Linked DNA regions of Mus musculus: region 1 is linked to region 2. The links are chromatin contacts, called in public HiChIP or PLAC-seq maps. All regions are on one chromosome and are shown on one strand. Each heading gives the region's core, a stretch centred on a gene start, on an enhancer-like site or on the middle of the called end of the contact. The rest is flanking DNA. Distances are from core to core; before and after follow the strand shown. Region 1 holds the start of Mmp14 (matrix metallopeptidase 14 (membrane-inserted)). Region 2 overlaps Gm30275 (a long non-coding RNA gene).

Region 1 (4,588 bases), core at 1,340-3,839, 320 kb after region 2:
CTGCCTGCTAGGCAGGCACACCAGCAGCAGCCATTTCTCCAGTCCTTACACCCAACTAACTTATCTTTTTAAAGATTTATTTATTTTTATTTATATGAGTACAATGTAGCTGTCTTCAGACACACACCAGAAGAGGGCATCAGACCCCATTACAGATGGTTGTGAGCCACCGTGTGGTTGCTGGGATTTGAACTCAGGACCTCTGGAAGAGCAATCAGTGCTCTTAACCTCTGAGCCATCTCTCCAGTCCCTTTTCTTTCTTTCGATGAGGCATGTAGACCAGGCCAGCCTCAAACTCACAAGAGATGGGCCTGCCTTCACCTCCCAAGTACTAGGATCAAAGGATGTATCCCCCTACCTGGCCAAGCTGATGTTTTACTACGACTGAGAAGGGAAGACTGGAGCGGGGCACTCTGCAGAAACCAACAGCTGACCTTCCTCAGCTTCACACCGTCAGCGTGATGCATCAGTATCCAGCTGAACACTTGGCTTTGGGGGGGGAGGGGGAGACCTGCTCAGTGGTACATATGCCTGAGCCCCAGATGTCACCTACTCTCTTCCTGTCTGTTTCAGAGACGAGTTGTACTGCTGACACAGGAAATGGATGCTGGAATACAGGCATGGAAGCTCAGGCAGCAGAAATTGCAGGAAGAAAGGAAGAAGGAACATGATCTCAAACCTAAAGGGACTTTACTGAGAAGCCCACTTCCGAATCAATAAAAAGCAGCTCCTGCCCCACTTTCCCAGACTCTCTCTGGCTTTCTTTTCTATAGTCTGAATGCTTTATCAAGTCATTTTCCCCACCACTTGTATTGATAGCAAAAGACCTTAAAATCACTGCCTGCCAGGCTTGGCCCAGTGCCCTTAGTCCTCCCCATTCCAGTTCAGCCAGATCTTGCTCTGGGATCATTTTGCCCCTAGTGCTGAAGAACGTGCCCAGAGCCTTAACAAAAGCTAAGCACACCACCACCTATCACTTGGCCTGCTTGGGATTTTTAATCAACCACAAGCAACTGCTTTGTGAGAGAAGAAAGGGGCAGCAGCAGTTTCCCTGGTTCACCCTCATACTCTTGTCACTAAGAGACCATGCACAGCTCAGATGCATACAGTTGGCATTTAATGTTTTCTTGAAAAGGTCTTTCCACCTGAGGATCTTTTTCCTTTTTAAGACATGGTCTCACGGTAGCACTGGCTGTCCTGAAACTGGCCAGGTAGACCAAGTTGTCTGGCAATCACAAAGATCCTCCCACCTCTGTCTGGATTTAAAGCCATGTGCCACCATACCTGTTAGAAGTCCCTTTCTTAACAAGCAGCTAGTATCTGGGTACATGGTCCAGGAGACACTCACACTGTAAGGCAGATATAGGAAGGATTAAACTCGGGGTCTTCTGCTGAAGGAGTAATAATCAGACTTAAGTTCCAGAGGTTAAAGAGGGTCCTTGCTTCCCCACCCCCACACACAAGGTCGCTGCCCATGACCTAGCAACCATTCATTGTATTGATCGTGAGCCTCCCTTGGATTCTGGAGGCAAGGACCTTTGTTCCCGTTCCAGTGCTCCGTGTTTGGCTCCCATCATCCACCACAAAGCTGGCAGCTGTGGATCTCTGCAGCTTCCTACCTGGCTTTATTCCTGCCCCCTTCCCTTACCGCTTCCCTTGCTTGCTTTCCTTCCCTCTCCCCACTGCCTTCCTCTCGCTGACCAAATGCAATTCTTGGATCTTACATTTCGCTGATGGTCGAGTTTTCTGTCTCCCACACTTTTCCTGCCTCTGTCCCACTGCTGGTGTGTTTCCATATCTAGTTGTCAACCTCTTATCTGTCTCCCTCTCGGAGAGCCAGCGCAGCCTGGCCTCCCTCTCCCCTGTCTGCCTCTCCTTTTGTTCTCCCTGCCCAGCCATCACGGAAGCTGCGCGCTCGAAGGAACTGTCTCCACTGTAAAGACTAAAGGAAACTCCAAAACCCTACCTCCCATTCCTTCCTCTTCCAACAAATTTCACCACTTCTATCCATCGGGCTTCCCCCGATCCTGTGACCTTGAAGCCCTTTCCTACCCAGGCAGTTCACACTTAATAGAACAGCCAGATTGTAAAAGCCATTAATAAAGGGGTCGGTCCCCCAATTCAAAGTAATTGCGGTGGCTGTTGGGCATGTGGCTTTTGTTACAGTCTTAACTTTGGGGCAAGAGGAGGAGAAGGAGGCTGTCCACAGGTCTCAGCATACAACCCTCTTGTTAGTAAATGTCCCTTCTCCCAACCTTCCTCACTCGCAAGTTAGACTTCATGTCTCCACCATTCCTAGCCATCGGGCTTCCCAATACTTAAACACTCTCAAGTGAGACATGCTGAATACTACGGGAATCAGGCCACCCAAAAAATGCTTAGGAAGAGAAAGTCTTCCGCATCCCGTCCCCTGGGACACCCAGGCTCCTAGTTAGTTGCCGGCTGCGGCCTCAACCCCTGCAGATGGCAGCCTGCACCACAGAAAAGACAAACTTTTTTTTCCCCTTCTCTCCTGCTGTAATTGGATTCGAGCTGAAACACCACGTCCCCACCGAAAAAGGAGGGCATTGGGGCGGGGGCGGAGGAGAGGCTGTGGGAGAAGGGAGGGACCAAAGGAGAGCAGAGAGGGCTTCCAACTCAGTTCGCCGACTAAGCAGAAGAAAGATCAAAAAACGGAAAAGAGAAGAGCAAACAGACATTTCCAGGAGCAATTCCCTCACCTCCAAGCCGACCGCGCTCTAGGAATCCACATTCCGTTCCTTTAGAAGACAAAGGCGCCCCAAGAGAGGCGGCGCGACCCCAGGGCGTGGGCCCCGCCGCGGAGCCCGCACCGCCCGGCGCCCCGACGCCGGGGACCATGTCTCCCGCCCCTCGACCCTCCCGCAGCCTCCTGCTCCCCCTGCTCACGCTTGGCACGGCGCTCGCCTCCCTCGGCTGGGCCCAAGGCAGCAACTTCAGCCCCGAAGTAAGTGAGCTCCTCCGGCCCTTCCCGGAGTTTCGCCCGCCGGGTAGGCGAGCCCGGGGGTCTCCAAGGGGACAGCCCCCGCTGAGAGATGGGCTCTGGGGGGGCTCTGCTGCGCCAGCCTTTCTTTTTCTCCCCTCATCTGCAAACTTGCAAGTTGATCCAACTTTTGCCTGCCTCCAACAACCCCCCTTCCGCCGCCACCGACTCTTTCCCATTCCTCCCTTCCCTGGAAGAACTCTGCAGCGGGGCCCGGGCCTCGCTTTTCCAAGCTCTGCGCGCACTGTGGCACAAGGCGGGAGCCTCAGAGACACTGGACTCCGCGCCGTCCGGGCCGGTGTCACACGCGAGTTGTTCCTTCAGTTTGGCAGCGCTCAGGTGCCCGAGGCCCTGCACGGACGCATCCGTACCAAGTGGGGGCGTCGGGGGCGCCCAAGCTGTACCCGCCTCCCCTGGACCGCCCTCGGTGCGGGCCGCTGGCCCGGGCGTCGAGGATCGCGGCGGGCCGAACTTCCGCGCACACAAAGCTCTTCTTGTGAGCAGCGGGGCTCAGCCTGGCCACCTCCTCCCTCGTCCTCCACACCCCTACCGGCGCCTTGGGGGGCCTTTTTGTTGTTGATAATTATTTTTCTGCATTGATCGCGGGGAGACTAGGGGGAGTCGCTCGCTCGGTGAGTTAGTTGAGGGTTGGCCTGGGTCTCCCCTGAGTGTCCCAACTGACTCTGGCGCCCCCACCCCCATCCCTAACTCTTCCGTGACCATAGCCCACCCCGGTCCTGAAGGAAGCGGCATGGGAGTAGTCCGAGGAAGTTTTCCCTCCCTCTCTTATTTTGGGGTGAAGGTGGGAGACGGATTTAATCAGCTTCTTATTTTGGGCCATCCCAACCCACTCAGCCTGGTGAGGACCTGGGTGTGGTAGGGAAGGGCTGGGAAGGGCCCAAATGAAGGATACGGTCTGGATTTGACTCCCTCTTCTCTGGGCCCAGGCCGGGGCGCACCCTCAGAATGAACCTCTCCTGGGCACATGCTGCCTGTATCACTGAAGAGACCTGGAGCTGAAAGGCCAAGTGTAGCCCTAGGAGTCGGGCCACAGTTGTGCATGGAAACTGGAAAGAGTAAAATCCTCCCTGAGACTGGAAACCAAACCCAATTGTCAGAGAGAGGAGGCAGGCTCCTTTCCCAGGCCTAAAGCTACCATCTTAGCCCCAGAGAGTGCCTAACAAAAGGAGCCTCTGGAAAACTGCCCACTGCCAACGTCTTTTTTTCCCTCCCCAGCCTCCAGTAGGTGCCCTAGGGGAGGCGCGGCAGCCCTGGCTCTGCTCTAAGTGGGTCATGGTCCTCCCAGAGCCAGAACCACCATTTGCTTCTGGCACACAGTAGGGTGGGAAGTAGGGCGGGACCGATCCAGAGGCCAGGATCCAAGACTTGATGTTGAGCTGGAGAGCCCCCACCCTCTCAGCCTCCGAAAGTGGGAGATGTTCCTTGACTTTCTCATAGGGAATACCCTGCGGTTATTGATCAAGACAATGCCAGCCAACCGGGTCCTGCCACCCACCAGAGTTGCTCTGTCTTCCGGCCAAGCTGAAGGGAGAGGGGTTCTGAGGCAGCTAGATCCCTTTCACCGAG
Region 2 (4,555 bases), core at 1,196-3,695:
TCACATCACAATTTAAAAGGAATGTTTCCTAATACATGCCAATAAAATACAGATAACTAAGCGATATATAAAAACAAATGTAATAACCAACCACAAAAAATATTAACATGTGCTGAAATTACTTTTTTCATAATATGGATATTACTGGGAAAGTTGTTTCATTTATCTTAAGAATTTATTTAAGAATTTGGTTCATAAGTTGCATGTGTGTTTAAACAGTGATGATAACAACTCCTTACTTACGAGTTCCAGGATCTTACAGTAGTTTGTTCAAATTCTCTTAAGCCTTTAATCTATCCTTTACCCATAAAATAGGAAGAATAAGTTCACAGGGCTATTACAAGGAGCATCTATGATGCACACCCCAGAGGTGCTCAACAAAATTAACATCCCACGGTAAAGGGGGTCTTACACAGAAAACACCAAAGGCTCTAGCCTGGGGGGTGAGGGGGCTCAGCGTCAATAACTATTAGCATTTTCTAACCCCTAATGTATTGCCAACATTCTTTTTCATAGAGATGACGTGTCAAGAATCTTCTTTCCAAAGACTAATCTAAATTAATTCCCTGTGCTGTTTATATTAGAAGTTCTAAAAGCCATGCCATCACTGGAGGGGTGAGTGTGTCACCTTAATAAGCACTGGTCCCTAAGGTCCCTCGCCTGTGCCAAGTGAACATGTCTCTAGTTTACTAGAATAGCAGAAACAACAAATTTTTCATAGAAACCATTTTCCAGCAGACTTGATCAGACATCTGGACAAAGGCAACGTAAAAAAATCCACATTTTTTATAAAGGTTGCCCTTGCCCAGCTTTAGGAATGCTCTCGTGAAGGGCCTCCCCAAGTTAGGAGCACAAAAGTCTTTGTACCCACAGATGACTAGGGAAACCAGGAATGTTAAACACGCAGGGTGTCTCCTCAGTGGAGGAGATAAAATCAAATACCTGCATTCCACCCAGAATGAGAGTGGGTCTTGTTAATGACCTGGTGACCTTTTGCTATTTGTGGAACCAGACCTCACCCAAATGCCCCAGAATGATTATCCCAGACTCTGCACCACCACCCCCAGACCTTTGTCTTTAGCTCCCAGGTAATAAAACCTATCCTTAGGAAAGATATCACATCTACCTATGGTCTCCTGACCTCTATGCTATCTAGGTCAGAGACCATGCTAGATTCTAGTCTGTTAGCTATAAAACCCACCTTCGTGGTTACATGTACTTTGAGCGGGAATTTCTGTGTAATCATGCCTTAAGCTTTTTTGTGCGCCTGGAATTGGAATGATTGCTACCCGGTAATCTGTTTCCTGGAAATTTTATCCCAAATTGTACTGTGTTTAAATATACTGGCAATAGAATGCCTGCTGTTAGACTTTCTAGAAGTTTGATCCGGCCTAGGTCAGGGTGAACTGAGTCTTCATTCTTCTCTTTGAGGGTTGTTTCCCTGCTCCTGTGACACCTGCAGGGACCCCCTCATCCCAGGTCATAGTTAATGTGCCCTTTTAAGAATAGAGCTTTTCCTGTCCTTGAAAACTATTATGTTAATTACTAATATGAAGGGTAGTATTCACTTATCCTTGTACTGTCCATGTTGTCTACAGAAGGTTAGTTTTTATACTACTACTTTGCCAAGAAAGCCCAGTTCTCTTTATACTACTACTTTGTCAAGAAAGCCAAGTTCTCCTAAATGAATCTCAGGGATAAATAAGTTCATTCTTCCATTAAGGAACCACAGGGAACAGGTCCAGGAAAACTGGGGGAAAAGCCAGGGAATCAGAGTCACTGTCTTGCCAGAGAAAAGCATGCTTTGATGGGAGACAATATCGAAGAGCAGTTCTGCCAAATCATGGGTCTGAGAGAAGTCACTTGAGACCTGAGGAAATTTCCACCTGCTAAAGGAGAGCTAAAAGCTCACGGGGGAGTCAGAACTCACTTTGAACTTTGTGTGTGACTTTGGATAAGTCAGTTGAGCTCTTTGAGCCTCTGATGGCATCTGCACAATTGAGTTGATAGTTGGTTATCTCCAGGACTCCTTCAGTGATAATCGATGTCAGCGGCTGCACAGAAAGAAGATTTAGCTTATGGAACAAAGGGGTTGACTTAGACAGATTCCCAAGATTTGGGGAAGCAAAGATCCCTGCCCTGCTGATTCCTTTGTGTGACCCAATAAGAATATTTTTGAAAAAGAACTAAATGAAAGACACTTATCATCAATCAAAGGCAATTGAAAGTCGTTGTCAGTCTCACACCTACCCCGGGAGGCTTCCTGCTCACTTCCCTCGGGACACCCCACCTCTACTTTACTGCCTTGTCATGATTCTCAAAAACTGTGATCGCTCAAGGTTGAAGCTTTTAATCTCCCAAGTATAAAAGGATATGCAAATAGGGTTCAGCTTCCTGTTGAGTCCCTGCCAAGGTCTTAGCCTGGCAATTCTGGGAAAGGGGCCAAAGACCTCATATTTCTCAGCTGTTATTCCCTCTTCTCTGCCCCAGTCAGCAGCTGGAGCTCCAGGCTGTGCTCTGTCTTTAGTCTTACCTTTTCCCCGAGTCTTCTAAAGAAGCATTTTTGCAATGTCCCTGAAAGGATCTAATATACAGCTGGTTGCCAAGTAACCAGACAGAGCATTATCTGGCTACATTGGAGAACAGTAAGTAAAACCAGAAAGTGTATATTCATGTATTATGACCTCAAATTTCAATCTTATAAACTACTTGAGGTACTGATATTGATTGAGTCTGAGACTGGGATGGCAATATATTATCTGTATCACCACAATGAGGTCTTGTACTTGTATGGAGTATAAAGAAAGCAAAGTGTATAGGTACAGTAACAGGCCTGCACAGCCCTCAAAACAGAGGTCTGAAAACACAGGACACCTCACAGTGACACTGAGCCTGAAGTTCCACTAAATAGCCAATGACCTGAAGCATACTCCCATGTCTCCTGATTGAACACACAGGCATCGAGACCCAGCCTTTCAGTGGAACAGAGAACTCACTAATATTCCAGTGCTAATTTACACATCCCAAACTATATTAAGTATGAGCATGTATTAAGCATAAAATTCTCACTTTTTCTGCAAATGCTATGACCTATTTGTATTTCTTAGAACTTTGCTTCTGAAGATAACTCCCATCAGGACCTTCTTATGAATTCTCAGTTCCATTATAGGGCCATTCCATTATAAGTTAACTTTCCCAAGCTCTTTAGAAGTCTCTGTGGGGAGATTTCTTCTTTAGTGTCTCTGTTATTACTCTAGGCAACCAAAACCCACTCATGATAGAACACTAGTAAGAAAATTCTCTGTATACTATTGTTCCAAATCAAGTCATTCTTTGGTGTCTCCTTCGGAATTTATTCTCTCTGTCTCTCTGCCCCCCCCCCCTCTCTCTCTCTCTCTCTCTCGTGTGTGTGTGTTTGTGTGTGTGTGTGTGTTCCATTGCCTTTACCTTTTACATTTAAGCCCTTGAGTAAACTCTACTCAAATATGTCCATCCTTCACATTTTCCACATCTCAGTTCTGCCTCCCAGTCTTACAACAATGATCATCTCAGATTATTTGCAAAACAGTTTCTTCTTCCCTTCTTACTTCTGGGATTTTTGGTTTGCTTTGGTTTGGTTAAAGGTTCATTGCTCTGGGGTTCAAGGGAGATATCTTTCAGGTCCATTCCATCTCATAGGCTGAAAGTTAACATCCACCCCTTCACATCAGTGACTTGACCACAGCACAGCCCTGGCTTGAACTCCATCAACCTTATAATCCTTGGAAGTGCTAACAATTCACAGGTCTGGCTACCATCACTATAATGTGTCTTTAGAGAAAGTTGGGTCATTGAGCTAACTCTACTGTTAGGATCATGGTCGAATCTTAACTTGTACGGTTTCTGCCACACTCCAGAGCAAAGAGTTACTGTACTTGTTCTAGGGGCTTTAGGAAGACAGGCAGATCACAGGCCTTCAGTGACAAAAGAAACACTGACACTTTAGATGGCTCCAATTTCCTACCCCATGTTTGCTTTTCTAACACCACTGGTCCTCTTCAGTGTATTGATAGAAGGTCTGGTCTGGTTGATAATAACCTAGTATAATAAGCCAGCACCAGCCTGTGTTGATATGCAGACCAAGTGTAAAATAAGTAAATCTGACACAGAGAAAAATATTTATTTCTAATATAGAGAGTCCAAGAATACCATACAAAACAGATCTTTAAACACCCTATATTTCCAGCTAGATGTATTTATTGCAGTTCCTGTACATTATTTTTGAAAGATGGTGATGAAAATTGAGATTCTCTCCTCTGTGTTCTAATCAACTCATCTGTCAGCGCAGATTGACACAGAGGGAAAATGCTTTGAGACCAAAGCATACTAAAAACATCATAAGGAAAACTTGAAGAAAAGAAAGCTTTTTTTCTACTCTCACTTTCTCTCTTTCTCTCAAGATTGCTTGCCAGCAGGGCTGAGGATAGTTCTGCCATAGTCTTCAACCTCCACACCCCAAGCCATCTGGTATCCATCACATCTGGAAGAAGGCTCTCCTTGTTCAGCATTGTGAATG

What was found. HiChIP or PLAC-seq counts read pairs in DNA pulled down with a chosen protein or histone mark.
Region 1: a contact with region 2 is called in an H3K27ac HiChIP or PLAC-seq map of embryonic fibroblasts, with 2.7 times the contacts expected there. The contact joins the promoter of Mmp14 here to the enhancer-like site in region 2. A contact is called at or near these places in 7 of 39 promoter capture datasets (the 3T3-L1 cell line, the HPC-7 cell line, cranial neural crest and 4 more) and 3 of 115 datasets of contacts at active chromatin or transcription factors (embryonic fibroblasts, embryonic stem cells and pancreatic cancer cells).

Annotation. Positions count from the first base shown.
Region 1 is chr14:54,429,009-54,433,596 of GRCm38.p6, forward strand. Mmp14 (matrix metallopeptidase 14 (membrane-inserted)) reads left to right here and starts at 2,590. Exons shown (of 10, transcript NM_008608.4): 1 at 2,590-2,965. The coding sequence starts at 2,858. Mrpl52 (mitochondrial ribosomal protein L52) reads left to right here. Exons shown (of 5, transcript NM_026851.2): 5 at 574-742. The coding sequence ends at 720.
Region 2 is chr14:54,106,491-54,111,045 of GRCm38.p6, forward strand. It overlaps Gm30275 (a long non-coding RNA gene), which reads right to left. Exons shown (of 4, transcript XR_003951148.1): 3 at 1,931-2,054. It also overlaps Tcra and Tcrd. Among named protein-coding and RNA genes, the nearest start is that of Gm30275, 17 kb to the right of the region's middle. Within about 2 kb of position 2,446, at least 103 of the 459 cell types and tissues checked have an H3K27ac peak or open chromatin away from gene starts, as enhancers often do. A contact at or near this core is called in embryonic fibroblasts and pancreatic cancer cells, where this site is marked.